Linked DNA regions of Sus scrofa: region 2 is linked to region 1. The links are chromatin contacts, called in public Hi-C maps. All regions are on one chromosome and are shown on one strand. Each heading gives the region's core, a stretch centred on a gene start, on an enhancer-like site or on the middle of the called end of the contact. The rest is flanking DNA. Distances are from core to core; before and after follow the strand shown.

The links. A called contact is a pair of places that touch in the nucleus more often than the background predicts.
Region 2: a Hi-C map of liver shows a contact between it and region 1, with 2.0 times the contacts expected there. The contact joins two enhancer-like sites. A contact is called at or near these places in 1 of 47 Hi-C or Micro-C datasets (liver) and 1 of 2 datasets of contacts at active chromatin or transcription factors (alveolar macrophages).

What each region holds. Positions count from the first base shown.
Region 1 is chr13:125,461,536-125,467,765 of Sscrofa11.1, reverse strand. It overlaps LOC106508010 (a long non-coding RNA gene), which reads right to left. Exons shown (of 7, transcript XR_001304509.2): 4 at 2,358-2,573. Among named protein-coding and RNA genes, the nearest start is that of BCL6, 75 kb to the right of the region's middle. Within about 2 kb of position 3,710, at least 14 of the 83 cell types and tissues checked have an H3K27ac peak or open chromatin away from gene starts, as enhancers often do. A contact at or near this core is called in liver, where this site is marked.
Region 2 is chr13:125,631,804-125,638,033 of Sscrofa11.1, reverse strand. No RefSeq gene overlaps it. Among named protein-coding and RNA genes, the nearest start is that of LPP, 150 kb to the left of the region's middle. Within about 2 kb of position 3,788, at least 18 of the 83 cell types and tissues checked have an H3K27ac peak or open chromatin away from gene starts, as enhancers often do. A contact at or near this core is called in liver, where this site is marked.

The DNA of each region.
Region 1 (6,230 bases), core at 2,461-4,960:
TGCAAAATTTTGAATATAGAAAAATGCAGATTTTGGAGTTCCCATCGTGGCTCAGTGGAAATGAATCTGACTGGGAACCATGAGATTGTGGGTTCAATCTCTGGCCTTGTTCAGTGCGTTAAGGATCTGGCATTACCATGAGCTGTGGTGTAGGTCGCTGACTCAGCTCGGATCTGGCGTTGCTGTGGCTCTGGTGTTGGCCAGTGGCTACAGCTCTGATTGGACCCCTAGCCTGGGAACCTCCATATGCTGCGGGTACAGCCCTAAAAGGACAAAAGACAAAAAAAAAAAAAAAAAAAAAAAAAAGGAAAGAAAGAAAAGAAAAGAAAAGAAAGAAAATGCAGATTTTGGAGAACTGGCTTCAGATCTGGGCTTTACTGCTCACCAGTTGCATGTGTACTAGGAAATGATTTCATCTCTGAGCCTTAGTGCTTTCTTCTGTAAAAGGGCATAATAACACTGATTGTTTAAAGATCCTAAATAATATGGCGTATATAAACTGTGGTAAACGTTCAATAAGTATTACTTCTTTTCCTTGCTCTACTTCAAATGATAAAGATAATTGTGTTTCTGAGTTTTCCTATTCTTATTTGTCTTTTATTCATTTATTTGTTTTGTTCCGTGCTTGCCCTTGCAAGCAGGCAGGTGGGAATAGGCACAAAGAGCTTGAGAAAAAAAAAAGTAATGGTAAAAAGAAAACTGAACGTATTATTTTTTTGCATACAAATTGCTAAAAGACACTGTTACTCTCTTTTGGGTGCAGAACACACTTACCCCTTGCAGGTCGAGAAAGCTTGAGTTATGTCATAGTAGCAATTAATTTCAGGCTTCATACGATCACATTTTAGCTCTGAGCCTTGTTTTCGAGACACACAGACCATCAGAGCCACAAGTTTCTTAGAGGTCACCCAGCAAAACCCTTCCATAAATGGGGAAACTGAGCCTCAGAAAGGGAAGTGAGCTGCTCTAAATGGCTCACGTGATGAGATAACGTAAAGACTAGAAATTATGTCTTCTAATTCCTCATCCAGTAACAGCATGTGGCCTCAGAGCCCTTGCTGATTCATCGTGTAATCTTGGAAAATTCCCTTGTTTTCTGTCTACCCATCTCTCCATGAAGCAAAAGATGGCAAGGACAATTCCTGATCCATACCTCGTGGAGGTACCTGTGGATTAGTCAGACCCAGGCTGCAAGAAGAATTCAGCTCCTTGGAGTTGGGTACAACTATTAATTACTCATCAAAAACATCTGAGTATTACAAAGGGATCTGTTTTGCAAAGTTCAGATGGAAAGACCTTCCTTCCACATGGTTATGAAAACCAGTGGTGTAGTGCATTTAATGCACTGAGTAACTCACCCACTTGACTTCTCTCAGTTCCATTATACTCATCTGTAAATGGAGGGAATGTGGTCCAGAGTATCGCTAAGTCCTTCTAGGCCAAATAATCTCAGGTTTTATCAGTTCCTTCAATTTAGGACCCAATTATGGGAGGACCAACTATACTTCCCACTGATAGGGATGATGACCAGCCTAGAATCACTAGCTAGAAAATTACGAGTGCTAATGAGGATGATTTTGAAGGTAGGAAAGCAATACTTTTATAGTTGTGTTTTTTTTGTTTGTTTTGTTTTGTTTTTATTTTTTGTTTTGCTTTTTGTCTTTTTAGTGCTGCACTTGCGGCATATGGAGATTCCCAGGCTAAGGGTCCAATCGGAGCTGCGGCTGCCAGCCTACACCACAGCCACAGCAACTTGGGATCTGAGCCACATCTGTGACTTACACCGCAGCTCATGGAAATGCTAGATCCTTAACCCACTGAGCAAAACCAGGGATCAAACCACATCCTCATGGATACTAGTTGGGTTCATTACCAGTGAGTCACAATGGGAACTCCTGTAGATATTTTTAAAGTATTGCTTCTCTGCTCTAAAATTATAACCATGTAAAGAAACACTAAGTTCTCTTAACCTTGAAGAAGATTTCCAATTACCATTTCGGAAGTATTCCAGGTTTCTTATCTGTTCTCTTTCTCAGGGTAAACATCTTTCCGTGGACTCAATCTGTGGATCTGTACTGACAAGCAGTAATGAAAAGCTAGGATAAGTGGTTACAGGCCAGAGTTTAGAACTAACTTTTTGTCTTTATTTAATTTCACTTTCTCCCAGGACGAAAAACCGCATGGGGGAGAGCTAAGAGCCCAGGCCCAGGCTGTTGGGGAGGCCTGTCACTGGCTGGTTGTGTTAACCTTGGCCTTGCTTGTTTCATTCTGAGCCTTGGTTTCCTCCTCTATAAGCGAATGGGGTTGGGTTGGGTTCAAAGTTCATTTAAGGGCTAACATTCCACTATTTTGCTTACCTGGGTTTTCAGAGCAGAGTCCTCAAAGCAAGCATCCTTGACCAAGCTTCATCTCACAGCCCAGAAACCCCCATCTCTTTTCCTTCAAGGGCTCCAGCACAGGGATTACGTTTAATCCATTTGCAACTGTTATCTGTTTCCTTGAAATGAGCATTTGTGTTCCAATAAGTTCTTAAAAGCTTGCAATAGCTAGAGCTAAAGGCATTCCTCAAGGAGCTGCAATTAAAGATGTATTAGTGGTAAGGAGTGAAGATAGGAGGGGAGCTCAACTTTCCCTTGAAAACCACAGCCCTGGTACCCCAAAACTGCTGAGTTGACAATGCCTTAATGACATCACCTCTCTCTAGTCTCAGTTAAATATATTCCCTTAAGGAGTCCTTCATCTGTGGAGACAGGCACAGGTTGACGCATTCATAGAGACTTCTTTTAAACATAAGCCTAATGAGTTCACTCTCATTTTAAAGGCCTGATAATTCATCTGTGGATGAAAGAGTTAAAATTTCACCAGCTTGAGTGCTACAGCAGGCAAGCCCCAGCTGAACGTTTGAGCAGTGAACAGGCAAACAGAGATGGGCAAAGTTCTTCAGGTTCAAAGGCTTGTTTTGGAAAAGAACCCAAAAAGTTCAGATGCTTTTGCTGAAGTTTATCTGATTTATTCAAGCTGGGAATGAGGGAACGCAGAGGCATTTGTGGAGCCAACCGAACCTACTATATGTCCTCCCTTCATTGTTACTGCCTTTGCTTTTAAGCCTTTGGGTTTTTTAGGGAAAAGCTAATCCATATGTTTCAAATCTTTGCACTTGAAGCCATGGAGGTTCAGGCTGGTGTCAGAGTGGCCCAAATGGCCGGTATCTGCTAAATAGCAGCAAAGCCCTGTAAGTAGAAATGCATTAAAGAATGGAGAGGAGTCATTTCCTTAAATCCAGGCAGAGAAGGAGAAAGAAACAGAGAGGACTCAGGGAGGGCAAACAAAGTGACGGGACAGGTTGGAGGATAGTACAGAAAACTCTGAACCTGGAATTAGAAAACTGGGACTTGAATCTCTTTTGAATTACAGCCTTAGTTTCCTTACTTGGACCATGGGTCTTTTCATCAACAATCCCTGCTCCATGTGGTTGCAAAGATAAAATGAAATAATGACTCTAAAGGTTTGTGGTTCCCTGCTTGGCACATAATAGGCACTGAATACATATTTATTAGCTTTTAATGTTTAACATAATGGTTTAAGTTCAATGCAAATGCTGATTCCTTTATGTGTTCCCCAAACTGGTTTACCCTGTCGCCCTGAGAGCAGCAAGAAGTACACTCTCTCCTGGGAAAACTATAAATTGGCCAACAGACTTTTTCACACCAAACAGCACGATTTCAAAATGCTCAGAAAAACCAGAGCCAAAGCAAATTCCCTCTCCACACACCCCCATCCCTTGCACTCACGTGAACTTTTAAACCTTGGAAACCAGATGAGAGAGAAAGAGAGAAAGAAAGGCCAGCCATTGCTTCACATCGTATACATATATCGAGTTCACTTCGCAAACACAAGGTGCACTGTCAGAAGTGCCTTGGGCAAAGTTTGTACTTCGCTTGAATTCAAACTTTTGTTTACCAAGGCAATAAACCAGTCCTTTGCTGCTCCAGGTGTAAAGCTATTATGAAAAGGCATATTTGTATTTCACCCCACCTCAGATGTACGGTATGTGGGACGTCCCGCACTGTAAGAGCAGCCAGGATTTATTTACAGAGAGAATCACCCAAGCAGGAGAGGAGTGTCGTCAGGCTGGGAAAGGCTGAGTCCTGGCAGAGCCCGGGACGCCTAACTTTCCACTTCCTCCAGCCCCCAGACTCCAGGGCTTGCCTTCTTTGCCTTGGCAAACAACCCAGCTTGCAGGACACCCTCCGGGACATATTGCCATCTCTGTTTAGACAAGTTACATCCTCCTGGGCTTTTTGTCCTGAGCTCTCCAATCGACCCATTACTGACACACTCTGTACAGCCAGAATAGAGTGAAGAGATATGGTGACTGCCGAAACTTTTGCTCCAACCCTGGCCTGAAAGTCTCTCCAGCGTTTCTGCCCCCTCCCTCGTGTGAGCTGTCACACCCTGATGGGTTATCTAAGCACTGCCATGGGTGGGAGGAAACTTTTGCCCAAATCTCTGACTGAGCTAAATGGCCTGGAACCCACTCTAAATCGTCTAGTGGAATCTTGGCACGGGAAGGAGGAAAGAATGTATGGAAAAGGGCAGACTTCGAACGCCAGGGCCATTAGCCTGGGCAAGTGGGAGAGCTGCTGAGGGGTTACAGAGACGTCGTTGCCTGCAGGCAGGTCTGGGAGACCACCCAGAAACTCGAACTGAAGCATGCAGCGGCGCAGTTAAACACATGAGCTGCACAACCCAGAAATTCTCTAGGTCCTGGGCTAGAACTGGGGCCTCCCTTTTATTTTGTGGGAGATTATTCCAGTTTCTTCAGGATGCGGGGTTCCTATTTCCTGAGTCCCTATAAGTGCAGAAGGGGCTAGCGCATCGTAGGTACTCCGTACATATTTTTGAACAATGACTTAACGGTAATTTTAGATAAAAATTGTGAACAATAATGCAACACCAGCTTTATCGCTTGAGAAAGTGAGATCTCGACAAGACAGTTAACCTCTGTGAGCTCAGACTCACCATCTGTGAAATGGGAATCACAATGGCAATTTTCTTTCTGAATTGTTACGAGGATCCAGTGAGTAGCCCTTGTAACAACTCAGAAGGGACCAGGTGATGCGGAGACTTAGAAGCAGAGGTAAAGAATCTGTAAACTCTAAAGAGCTGCACAAACACTGTAGTTACAGCAACGCAGAACTCCTCCTTTGACTCACATTTGCAGACCAGGCCTTGTCAATCTCCGTCTCCTTCATGCTGCCTAGCAACACAGCGCTCCACATGCCCATCAAACGTTTACAAAGACTGAGGGTCAATGGGAGCCATGGAGAGTCCAGAGATCAATATACAGGGAGTTTCCCTCACCGAACAGGTAGCTACCAAGAGTTTAACTTTCAATGATTTGCTAACGATTGAGAGCCCATTACAGACAAGGCTTTGGGAATTCTTGGCAGGGTGGCAGGGGGAGTGTTTTGGTTAGGATAAGCTAATGGAATGACTCAACACAAAACACATTTGTTTCTTGTTCACATAACAGTCCCGGATGGGTATGTAGGTGGCCGAGGCAACCCTTTTCACTTAGTCATTCCACAGCCCAGGTTCTTTTATCTTGTGCCTTCACCATCCCACAGGGCACGGTCATCATCTGGCAGACAGGGGAAAACATGTAGGAGAGTTCCTGGGAGGTTTTCATGGGGCAGGCCTGGGAAACTGCTCCTGTCCTCTTAGCTAGAACTCTGTCACACCTAACCACAAAGGAATATGAAGTGAGCTTTTCTCTGTTTCCAGGAAGAAGAAACAAATTTTGGTGAACATTGAGCCAGCTCTGATACAAGGACATAGCAAACAGCAAAACAACTTCCCACCCTCAAGGAGCTTAGGATTTTGAGACAGTTACGATAAATAAGTACACACCTAACCAAGATAATTTCAGATAATAATAGCTGCTCTAAAGAATATAAAATAGGGGCATACCATGGTGACTTTGGGCGAGGGGACCTATTTTAGGTAGGGGAAGGGGTTCCCCAAGCTGAGACTCAAAAGATAAAAGGTGATCAGTTAGGGGAGAGACAAGAGGAGGAAAGTCCAGCAAGTCCTACAACGAAGTGCAAAGTTCCAAGATGAGACTTGCATGGTGTATGGAGGACAGAACAAAGGCCAGCACGGGGAGGATGCTGTAAAGGAGAGGACAACTGTATGCGATGAGGGCAGAGAATTTAAAAAAGTACCAG
Region 2 (6,230 bases), core at 2,539-5,038, 170 kb before region 1:
TCATTAGTGCCGGGGTTAATCCTGAGGTTAATGTATATTTGTTAGACTTTTTTTGTTTGTTTCCTGGTGTCCTATTTCCATTCCTAAGCTGAGAATTGTTCTGTAGACTTTGGCAGCATTCTCACTGAAACTCAAGGCCACTGTGTGTGCAGAGGAAAACTTCTGAGGGCCTCCTATAAAAGGAATGCGCATGAGTATTCAGGTCAGATGATCAGGCCCAGAGAAGGTACAGAAGGAATGAAGCATCTGCATGGGTGGGTCTGTAGCTGTTGAACAAGAGACTCTCAGGGGAAAGAGCCCTGTGGGGGTGTTTGCTGACTTGGGTAGTGTAGATAGTCCTACAGTGGCCCATCTTGAGCTACCATGATAGTGGCTGACAGTGGAGCTGAGAAGAGAGGTTGTACATCAGCTTTGTGTGCTGGTAGGAGATGCCTCCGCACACTGCCAGCCAGCAGGCAGAGCAGACACAGTAGAACTTGCTCAGAGGAGCGGGAGGGGAGGGAACCCAGAGATCAGAGGAGGTGTCAAGGTAGGTGTGGGTGTGGGCAGTGCCAGCATCTCCTGAGGACAGGCAGGAGGTGACCAGCCGGGAGGCAGTCAGCACCAAGCCAGCCAGAATGGATGAGCATCCAGAGAAAACCGCCTGCTGTTCACCGAGCAGTCCTGGGGGGTCAGATTCCCTGTACTCTCACTAATTCTCACAGTATCTCTGTCAGGGTATTCATATTTCTATTTTACACCTGAGGAATTTGAGGCCCAGAGAGATGACATGGATGGTCATGCGATAGTGGTGGAGTGAGAATTCGAATCTGGAGTCAGGCCAGGGGAGGCCAGGAGCAGGGTCTGCTCCTATGTATGCTGGACAGGATAGGTGGCTGCTAGTGGCCGACTTGATTCCTGGGGTGGGGGGTGGGGTGTAGTTTTGTAGGAATGAGGGCGCTGGTGAAATTAGAGATGCAGTATCAGGGATGAGTCCTTGAATGTAGGGTTCAAGGTCAGAGAGGGATGGACTGGATGCTGGGTCATAGCAAAGGCCCTCAACCCTGGAGCGGGGCTGAAAATCATCACTGTCATCATCATTACTATTATTATTATTATCATCAATATTATTTTAGGGCCACACCCTTGGTGTATGGAAGTTCCCAGGCCAGGAGTCCAATCGAATTGGAGCTGTAGCTGCCACCCTATGCCACAGCCACAGCAATTCGGGATCGCAGCCACATCTGCAACCTATACCACAGTTCACGGCAATGCTGGATCCTTAACCCACTGAGCAAGGCCAGGGATTGAACCTGCGTTCTCATGGATACTAGTCAGATTAATTTTTGCTGAGCCACGATGGGAACTCCCCTGAAAATTATTAAGTTGGGAGCCTTCTAAGTGTCATTTGAACAGGGTATCACTTACTAAGTCCTTTTTGTGGCTGTTAGGACTTCTGAGAAAGGACCGTATGTAGGATGCCTATGGGTATCTATGCTTTATATCAACATGGTATCCACAGTACATTATTTATTTATTTATTTATTTTGCTTTTTTAGGGCTGTACCTGTGGCATATGGAAGTTCCGAGTCTAGGGGTTGAATTGGAGCTACATCTGCTGGCCTACACCACGGGTTCCTTAAGCCACTGAGCAAGGCCAGAGATTGAACCCACAACCTCATGGGTCCTAGTCGGATTTGTTTCTGCTGCACCACGAGGGGTGCGTCATCCACAGTACTTTAAAACTGTAATACTTTCTATGGCAACTACTTTTAAAATGAAACGTCTGTTTAATTAATGAATGACTGAGGACCCCGCATGACTGAGAGACAGAGTTGAGGCTGTTACAGAGCTGTGCACGGTGTGAGACATGGAGGGTGGGTGGGGGAGGAGCTGTGCGGTTCTCCTAGGGTTGCAGATCTAGGCGAGTGAGGTATTGAAGAGGGATGGAACAGAGTGTCTGGAAACTGGAAAGAGATAAAAGCCTAAGGATGAGATCCAGGAGGAAAGTGGGAAAACCAGAAGAAGACCACTCTTCAGGGTGGAGGATCAAGAAGGCCCTGGTTTGAAAGAGACTGAAAGGCCTCCAGGGACTCCACACAGGGCTGGCTTGAAATGGAAGCCTGGGTGGGAATAAGTTACTGAGAAATCAGATTTAACTTCACTGGTATTTCTTATCTGTAGATAGTTGATGTTCTGAAGTTTCTTTCCTGAGTAGGGGAGTTCAATTGTATCTCTTCACTCTCGGTATTTGTGTGTGTTGAATTGTGGTGGTGCAAGGTGGGAAATTAGGGTATTATTGAAAGAAAAACCAGTAGGGGATTGAAGATAAGGTGTTATGATGTGGATGTCTTGTCTTTGGAGGACTAACCTCCCTTTTCACTCTTGGGTACTAGTAGCCAAAGGCCATGCCATTCCATGGGTGCTTTCATTTGCTACAACCACCATATGAGGTAGGTTCTATTACTATCTTTGTTTTAAGACATAGAGAGGAAAGGTCACCTTGCTAATAAGTGTCAAGTGGAGGACTTGAACCTAAGGCACTCTTCAGAACCCAAACAGATATTATTAGGGCAAACCCTATGAAATAAGTCTTTCAGATTTTTAAAGTTGAATATTTGTCATTCCATATCATACTTTTTACCCTCTGGGTACCAAGAGGGTCCTTGAAGTAAGCAGATCTTGCTGTTTCAGTGAGCAGACCCAGTAACCAAGCTCAGCTGCAAGATGGTGACAAGCCTCTTTTGTCACATGTGATGCCAGCAATGGACTTTTTCAAAAGCAAAGACAATGAATGTGTGAAAGTTTCAAACCTGCACACGAACTTGAATGGCTTCCCTTAGGTAATGGACTCCGGATAGAGGCCTAGAAAGCAATGGCCCACACGGTGAGCTGCTTGAGAGAACCAGCATGGTTTCCGGCACATAGTGTCTAATAAATGGTGAACAAAGAACTTATGTTTGTGTGAGACTTCACACTGAGATGACATGATAACATGGCTCTCCCTGGTGCAGTTCACCACTCACCAACCCAACCTCTTGGCACGTGGTTGAACCAGAGCAACTTTTGGCAGTGCAAATGGTGCTGAGGTGGAAGAGTCCACATTTGCCCAAACTGTCCTTCCATTGGCGGAGCTAGGAGACTTCAGGAATGCTGCTCACACTTCCTGGGGCCTCTGTTAGGTGGGCAGGCTTAGTCTTTGCAGCTTTCTCGCTAGATTGTTGGGAGGATCTTAGCAGCTCAGAGACAGTACATCTTTGTGAGCTTAGAAAGAAAAAAAAAAAATGGCTGAGGTAGAAAGCAAAAGGTTGAATCTGGTAGAAAAAAAGAGGGAAGTAATAAGGTGGCTGGATTGGAAGTCTCCAGATAGTCTCACTGCTAGTTGAACAGTAGATGGATCAAAGGGGAGAGTGAAAAAGTGTTCCTGACACTTTAGCCCCAAACCTGGCCTGGGGCCTGAGTGTCTATGGAGGCCACATCCCATGTCGCTGACTTGGTGCCTTCACCTGCTGCAGAGGGTGACTAATTCCAATGCTCACCACCACAGCTGTGGGCTTCCTGCCCCTGGTGCCCCTGGGCCTCTCTCAGCCTCATTCCTCCCAGCCTCCTCCCCTTTCCCCTTTTTGGAACAACTGTGCATAATCCTCTCCCCCCTGGCCCAACGCTCCCAGCTGCCCCTTCTGATTCAGTGCCAGCAGCTGGTCCGTGAACAGTGCCAAATCAAACAGATGTGTGTGGGATTGTCCGGCACGTGTCACCAGGCTCCCCGTCCAGCCTTATCCCAACCAAGGCTCTCTCTCAATTGGTTGAAGGCTGAGCACTGCCTTTCAGGGGGCGCTGCAGGGCCTGAGCCCAGACGTGGTCAGACACCACTGTCTTCTCACCTTCCCTGTCTCCCCCCTCCTCTTGCAATCCTGTTTCTTTCTCTTAGGGCAACTGCCCCTCCTCTTCTTTATAGTTCATCTTTTATTCTATTTTTCTTCTTATTAGGAAATTCTTCCTCGTTAATCAAACTCTGGAGCCTTTTAAGGATTCTGTTAGAAACGAAAGGCAAGACCCTGGCTTTTAAAACAGGTTTTAAAGTTGAAATTCTCCTAGATTCATAAAAGACATTACAAAAGGCCAGAACCCAGCCAGAAGAAGAATAACAGCTGGTTTTTTCACCGCAGTCCGCCTTAGCTCAAGATCTTCAAGATGTCACTTCCTTCCTTCCTTTCTTAGTCAGTGGCATGCAAAATTCATGGTAATTCTCAGAAGTTGGTACCCTTGCAAGCAAACGTCTTTGATTTTTCTGTGCAATTGGCTAATTCTACTCACTCCCACCTACCTGTCTACATGGGGATGACTTGAGAACAGTAGCAATTAACCCAAGAGAAACCTGTGACAGATCAAAGCCCTCCGGGGCAGTGAAATCTTACTGAAAATAAGATTAGCAAGTCTAGCATAAGGGATATGAAGACTGCTCCTTATTTTAAAGTACAGATATTTTTTTGGAGTTCCTGTTGTGGCACAGCGGAAATGAATCCGACTAGGAACCATGAGGTTGCAGGTTCCACTCCTGGCTTTGATCATCAGGTTAAAGATCCGGTGTTGCCATGAGCTATGTTGTAGGTCACAGACATGGCTTGGATCTGGCATTGCTCGTGGCTCTGGCACAGGGCAGCAGCTGTAGCTCCGATTAGATCCCTAGCCTGGGAACCTTCATATGCTATGGGTGTGGCCCTAAAAAGCAAATAAAATAAAATGAAGTATAGATATTTTTTTTCTTCAAAACACAAGAAGTGTATAACTGATTCACTTTGCTGTACACCTGAAACTAACACACCATTTTAAGTCAATTATAATCCAATAAAACTTAAAAAAATACATAAGAAGTGAAATAGTGCATTCTAGCTGAGAAACAGCCTTAGCAGAAATGATAAAGAACAGCAAAATATTTTAATAAGTCATAGGGATTTTTCCCAACATAATGGTCTTAAAGGTTGATAATGGTTAGTGCTTACATGAATGTCTCAAAATTCCACAGACAGACATACCATTTGCATTTTTCAAATGAACAGAAAATTCAAGATTATTGAGTTAGGCTTTGCCTAGCTTTTTGTATGTCACTCAATAGAGTGTTAGCATTTAAGAAATATTAAATTATAATAATGTCTTTCCTGGAAGTTCCTGTTGTGGCTTAGTGGTAAGGAACTTGACTAGTATTCTTGAGGATGGGGGTTCAATCCCTGGCCTCACTCAGTAGGTTAAGAATCTGGCATTGCTGTGGCTGTGGCATAGGCTGGCAGCTGCAGCTCCGATTGGACCCCTAGCCTGGGAACCTCCATATGCCATGGGTGCAGCCCTAAAAAGAAAAAAAATGTGTTTCCCATCTTGCCCTAACTTCCAGTAAGCTCAGATTTGAATTTCATAATCTAACAATTACATTAGGCTTTGCATTTCTTTTTGCAAAAGATAGAATTTCTAGTTCTATCTTTTTATACCTCACTGTATATCTTCTTTAATGTTATAAATTATCCAAAATTATTTTAGAGAAAAGGATGATATACTAAATACAGGGAATTCCATAAAAATGACTTCAGATAATGTTGAAGATAACGATTCATGACACTTCACTTTCTACCTTAATTAGTTATTTATGTACTTGTTTAAAGGTCCTCATTAGACCTCAGATTCCCCGAGGGCAGAGCCGCCCTAGTCCCAGCCTCTCCCCTGGAGTGGGTGTTTAATAAGATTCTGTTGGATAAATACAGTGTGAGGATTAATTTCAGAGGAAATAGAATAAAGTTTACTTCCCCTTTCTTTTCCTTTCCTTTTTTGTCTTTCTCAGGAGAAGACTCTATTGATGCGAGCTTTGCACTCAGGCAACGTGGAGCTAGTATATAAAGCTGCTTCTACGGTGCTGGGTGAGAAGTTATTTTCTCCTCTTTCTCCTTTGAAGCCCATCGTAAATTTTTTCTTTCTCTATATTGTTCTCTCTCTCTTCCTGCATCATACTCAGTAATGTCCTCCTACATAAATAATAACCACTTACATTTACATAAGCACTGATAACATTGGCACATTCCTTCCAGAAAGGATTTGAGATGGCCGTCTTAGAGGATTTTTAAATTTTACAATGCACTCTGAGATGCCGCCGCTGCTGTTATTAGCTGATATTTATTGCATGCTTGCATGTGCCAGGCACTAGGCAAGGGCTTTTTGGACATGACCTCGGCTAGTCCTTCCAGTAATCCTATGGAGAAGCTACT